Linked DNA regions of Mus musculus: region 2 is linked to region 1. Evidence: chromatin contacts called from public promoter capture Hi-C data. All regions are on one chromosome and are shown on one strand. The core of a region is the stretch at or near the end of the contact, and the rest is flanking DNA. Distances in the headings are between cores, read along the strand shown.

What was found. Promoter capture Hi-C pulls out the DNA fragments that hold promoters and counts their contacts.
Region 2: a contact with region 1 is called in a promoter capture Hi-C map of embryonic stem cells, with 120 times the contacts expected there. The contact joins the promoter of Klhl33 here to the promoter of Atg14 in region 1. A contact is called at or near these places in 4 of 39 promoter capture datasets (the 3T3-L1 cell line, the C10 cell line, embryonic stem cells and 1 more) and 1 of 484 Hi-C or Micro-C datasets (embryonic stem cells).

Annotation. Positions count from the first base shown.
Region 1 is chr14:47,567,057-47,569,807 of GRCm38.p6, forward strand. Atg14 (autophagy related 14) reads right to left here and starts at 1,378. Exons shown (of 10, transcript NM_172599.4): 1 at 1,130-1,378. The coding sequence starts at 1,350. It also overlaps the pseudogene Gm6616.
Region 2 is chr14:50,896,151-50,898,901 of GRCm38.p6, forward strand. Klhl33 (kelch-like 33) reads right to left here and starts at 1,333. Exons shown (of 4, transcript NM_001370764.1): 1 at 298-1,333. The coding sequence starts at 1,033.

The sequences.
Region 1 (2,751 bases), core at 128-2,627:
ATCATCATGTGGATCCATAAAACAGCAATGAACTTAAAAAGATGCTGTTACACCAGTATTTTCAGAAGAAAAAGAAATGAGCCCCATTCACAGGAATAATGGGGATTAAAACACCCCCAAAATTTACATGTTACATAGCCTTGCAGTTAAATGCACCCGTATATGGATCCAGGATGTCTGGGTTTTAACTGTTTGGGGCCTTGGAACAAGGCATTTACTACGTACAAGTCTCCTCAAGTAATCGGCTGGCAATAACTTGCATGGGTTGTTGTAAAAAAATAAATGCTTCAAATTTAGGACTAAAAAATTGTTTTATCTGGACATAATAGCACACACACTTTTCCCAGCGCTCAGGAAGCAGAGGCAGAAGGATCTCTCCGAGTTCCAGGCAAGTCTTATTTATATAGTGAGTTCCAGGCCACCCAGAGAGAGCTACATAGTGAGACACTGTCTCAAACAAACATACTAAAAAGTTACCTATTTCGTTATTGTTGAAACAAACGTTAGGAGTAAAAGATTCTTCAGCTAAGCATTCAGTTTTCTAATATCTTAATTCAAAAGAAAGACAAAATATTTCCTTAAACGCAGTTCTTTTAACTAAGGACTTGCAACTCAAAAACACAGTCCAGTATCCCCAGTGACAAAATCAACTTTGGGATTACAGAAGGAAGTAACCTAGTCCTGGTCCTCGTTCACAAAGAGCTGTATCCACCTGTGACACAGACAACCAAGGTTCAAGCCCTCCTAACCAATTTAGTTCTCTGCGGATTCCTTCTGTAAAATGTATTTATGTCTGAAGACGGGAAAAGGTAAAACTACGCTTCTGAATGGGAGAACTAAGACTCCTCTACACAGACTTCTCCAGAAGGACTGTATTTCCTTTCCCCAAGTACCCAAGAGGACCCTAGAGAAACTCTGGTGGGTGGTGGGGAACAGCAACCTACGTTCACCTAGCACCCACCCCCACCCTGCCACTGGCAACAAAGCGCCAGCGCAAAGCAGCTCCATTCTCTTTTCCACACTCGCAGGGCTCCTGGGCCCGGCCTAGGGTGTCCAGCCTCCAGCCTCTGGTGGCTGGGCCAGAGGAATCAGAGAAGCAGAAACAATAGGGCCGTGGCGGCCGCCGTACCTCTCCCGGTCGCGGCCGTCGAAATAGACGAAATCACCGCTCTGGACGCACTTGGCGCAAGTCAACCGCCGGCGAGTGGTGTTGCACAGAGGACACCGCTCAACAGCCACGTAAAGGCCCTCGGCGTCGTCCACCGAGTCCACCAGGTCCCGTGCTAGCGCCCGCGGCCCAAAACCAGGAGCCTCGGGCGTCCAAGATCCCTTCCCACTGGGAGACGCCATGATGATCTGAGCTCAGGGCCAGTCACGTGGGATTTTGTTTTTATCCAGGTGCATCCTGGGCTCGGAGGCGGGGCCTGAAGGCCGGGGCGGGAAAGGGGGCGGTCCAGAGGTTGGGGCTGGAGCTCAGAGGCGGAGAATCTAGGAACCAGGGATCTTCTTGTCCTACTTCCCACACTCCTTGGCGGCTGCGCAGTTCAACCCTTGGAGTGGCGCCAAACGAAGCCTCTACGTTATGCAAAATACAGTAATAAGTGCCCAAGCATTCTCAGTGAAGGTGCGGGAACAGAACAAGGGATTTCATTTCATTCATTAAGGTTACTTTTAGGTTTTGGGCTAAAACTGCAAGGAGCAAGGTTGGGAGAGAGTTGGATCTCAAACTAACTGAAGTTTGACTCACCTTCCTTCTTAAAAGCTGTGGAATTTGAAGAAAATCTTTTAACGCCTCTGCCCGACTTTGTCTTGGTTGGGGATATACTTGCTATACCTCCATAACCAGAGAGGGTTGAGCAAAAACCTCCCATAGCAGGCTAACACTCCCGACATCAGTAAAAACAAACAAACAAACAAACAAACAAACTGAAGATGTAAATCAAAGATAAATGTGGGGTTTTTTTCTTTTCTTTTCTTTTTTTTTTTTTTTTTTGAGACAGGATAGCCCTGGCTGTCCTGGAACTCACTCTGTAGACCAGGCTGACCTCGAACTCAGAAATCTGCCTGCCTCTGCCTCCCAAGTGCTGGGCGCACGCCCGGCGATAAATGTTTTTGAAATCAGCTTTTAATGGATAGTGCTTCTACGTAGCCTCCATTTCCCTCGAGTTCCAGTCCTCCTGTGGCAGCCTCGTGAGCTAACAGATTTCAAGCGTGTAATCACAGAAATCTAGCTGTAAGCACAGCCAGAAAACTGAGTTCTATTGGCTTCTGTCCTTCCCTCTCCTCTGGGTCATGTTCTAAGAGAATTTGAACTCGATAGTTAGGATTTCCTCCTAAGATTCTTCAGAAAGGATTTTCTCTTAGCGCGGGTCGCTTGCGTGTAGCAGCAGCCGCTCCGGTCACCGTCACGAGGGGCGGGCAGCGGCGGGGTCGACAGCTAGTGGGGTGCAGCGCTCGCCAGTGGTCGCGATGAGTTTACCCCTCAATCCCAAGACTTCTCTCAATGGACTGACAGGAAAGCCAGTGATGGTGAAACTTAAGTGGGGCATGGAGTACCTGGTCTCCATGGATGGCTACATGAACATGCAGCTTGCAAATACAGAAGAGTACATAGATGGGGAGCTGTCTGAACATCTAGGTGAAGTTCTAAAAAGGTGTAATAATGTCCTCTACATCAGAGGCATTGAAGAAGAAGAGGAAGATGGGGAAATGAGAGAGTAGCATCTTGGAGGATTTTATATATATTCTATA
Region 2 (2,751 bases), core at 83-2,582, 3.3 Mb after region 1:
GGCTGGAAATTCTAGCTACCAGGGAGGGGGGGGGGGGGGGGAAACTGCCTGAACTATCTATCAGTTCAAATCTGTCCGGGTGTCTAGGAAAACAATTCAACTGCGCATGTGCATTTCTTGGTGGCTCTGGAGAAGCACCAAAAAGGACATTCTTGCTGAAGCAATAATACAAAACTATTTCGCAAGGCTAGGGGGTGTGGATCCATGGTAGAGTGGAATTAAGGCCTTAGGTTCCATCCCTACCACCGCAAAACAAGCAAAACATGCATTTTTGGCAGTTGTCTCACAGACTCTCACCCCGCAGGCGGTAGCCCTCTGCCTCCAGCTCCAAGTCGCACCCGATGCCCTCTCGATACAGACGCTCAATGCTGTGCAGATTCTCCCTCAGCTCCTCTGCCTGGCTGAGCTTCTTTTCATTTCCCCTGGCTTTACCAAGTCCTTCTGGCTTCAGCTGGGCCGCCTTCTTCACCCGGGGTGCTCCCAGCGCCTCTGCAGCAGCCAGCACTTCGTCCTGTGAGGCGGGGCCCAGCACCCCCTCGTAGGCAAAGGTCAGCGCAGCCTCCCAGCCCCTCGGGGTCACATCAAGGCTGAAACTGGGCTGCTGACCCCCACCGCTCAGCAGCCTGCCTCGGAAGAGGCTGCTAATTGCAGCCAAGATCACCCGATGCACCCCATATACCTGTCCCCCCACAGACACCTCTTCATCCAGCAGCAGCTTCTGCTCCCGCAGTCTCTGCGCTTCAGCGAAGAACTGGCAGGGGTGCTCCACGCTGCACAGCATCTCAGGCTCCGCTGAGTCGTCGCTGTCATCCTGCTTCTTCCCTTTCTCCGGAGATGAAGCTAGAAAGGGAAGGTTTCCTGAAACGAAGGGGCTAGGTGGGTCAGGCTCTGCCAGAGAAAAGGAAAACAAGCCGGGATCCTCATCGGAAGAGGGAGACCGGGAGAAGGTTCTTCCGGCAGGCACAGGTAGTTCAAGACTGTCCTTCTCGATAGGAAGGGAGACATGCTCCAAGTCTGAGGAAAGGCTTGCCATCTTCCAGACGCTTGTGAGGTTGCCGCAGGTGCCCAGGCATGAGAGAAGTATACCTGAGCAGCACTCAGGAAAACAGAACTGTCTTCAATTCAGCTGTCAGTCCCTCACTCCGTCCGGTGACACACTAACTTTGGGCTATATGGCGCTAACTAACCATAGGGTTCACCAAGTGCAACAGAACCACAAACGCCTGTAGCCATCTGGCTCAGGACAAAGCCCCGCTTTCCACTCGTTTTCTTTTAATCCCAGGCAGGAGACACCGGGCTTCTGCTTGCCCTCTCTTGAGTTCCCAGTCTGCTTAGGACTGCTGTGTACGGATCCTAGCAGTGCCCGCACTTGGCTAATTATAGCTAGCCTGAGGGCTAAACCCTCATCTCTCAGTGCTGGAAGCTGACACTCAATGCACTGGGCCAAGTCCTGGGATGACTTCCCCTTTCCCTCCTTCCAAACCTGTAGGTCACAAGAGTGTGTTGAGTGGGGAAAATTGCAAAGCAAAGGGAACGCAAACGTTGGGTAGAGTGAGCCAGGCCAGAAGGACTGACTGTTTTCCCAGTTGGTGGCTGGAGGTGACAGGAGGCTAGTGAGGGAGTCTGGAAAGTCTAGACTATAAACAATTAACATTTGACTCATCTTCCTCCATCATAGCTGTGGGATTTGGGGGGGAAATATCTCTTAACATCTGCCTGACTTTGCTGTTCCTTCATAACCCCAGAGGGTGGACCAAAAGCCTAACACTTTACACAGCAGTGATAACCAAACTGAAGGTGTAAATCAGAGATGTGTATTTTTAGGAACTGGTTTTAACAGGTAATGTCTTCTATGTGGCCTCCACTTCCCTTAAGTCCTGAACTCTGGTGGAAATCTCCTGTGAAGGGATTATATGCAGGTACCACTAGGACTGCCAGAAAGTTAAACTCTAATGGCTCTTGTCCTTCCCTAACCGCCCCCCACCCCCCGGCCTCCTGGCCATGCTCTAAGAGAATTTGAACTCACTAGTGGATTTCCTCTTCAGATTCTTCAGAAAGAGGAAGCTTATATCATGTTGTTAGACATGCCTCTAAACCATAGAAGGGAACAGAAGTGAGGCTGCAGGTCCAGTTGGACCAATGCTTCTCAAGGATGGCTTCATCAGGGTGTCCACCAATGGAAGCTCTGAACTCTCTTCTCCCAAGTCACACTGCCAGCACTCAGAGCTGCCTGCTGGATACCAACTGATGTTTTCTTCATACTCCACCCTGAGACTGAAGTCTGCCTTAGTAAGGACAGGGTCAGTAGCCATGTAGGGCCTAGAGCCTGGGTTATAGAAACCAGTTGCCGGGGCTGGAGAGATGGCTCAGTGGTTAAGAGCACTGGCTGCTCTTCCAGAGGTCCTGAGTTCAATTCCCAGCAATCACATGGTGGCTTACAACCATCTGTAATAGGATCTGATGCCCTCTTCTGGTGTGTCTGAAGACAGCTACAGTGTACTCATATAAATAAAATAAATGAATATTAAAAAAAAAGAAACAAGTTGCCCGTCAATTTTCTGGTGACTGTCATCAAATGCTGGTGACTACAACCTGGCTAGATCTTTGGTCTGAACTCTTTGCCCCTTCTCTGGGGTCTGTTTAAATGCAATCAGGCAGGATCAGAAAAGTAATCAAGAGACCCAAATTCCCCTACATCAGTTTCCAAATAACCTTTCCTGAACCTGAATGGTTCCTGAAAGTTTAAGATTT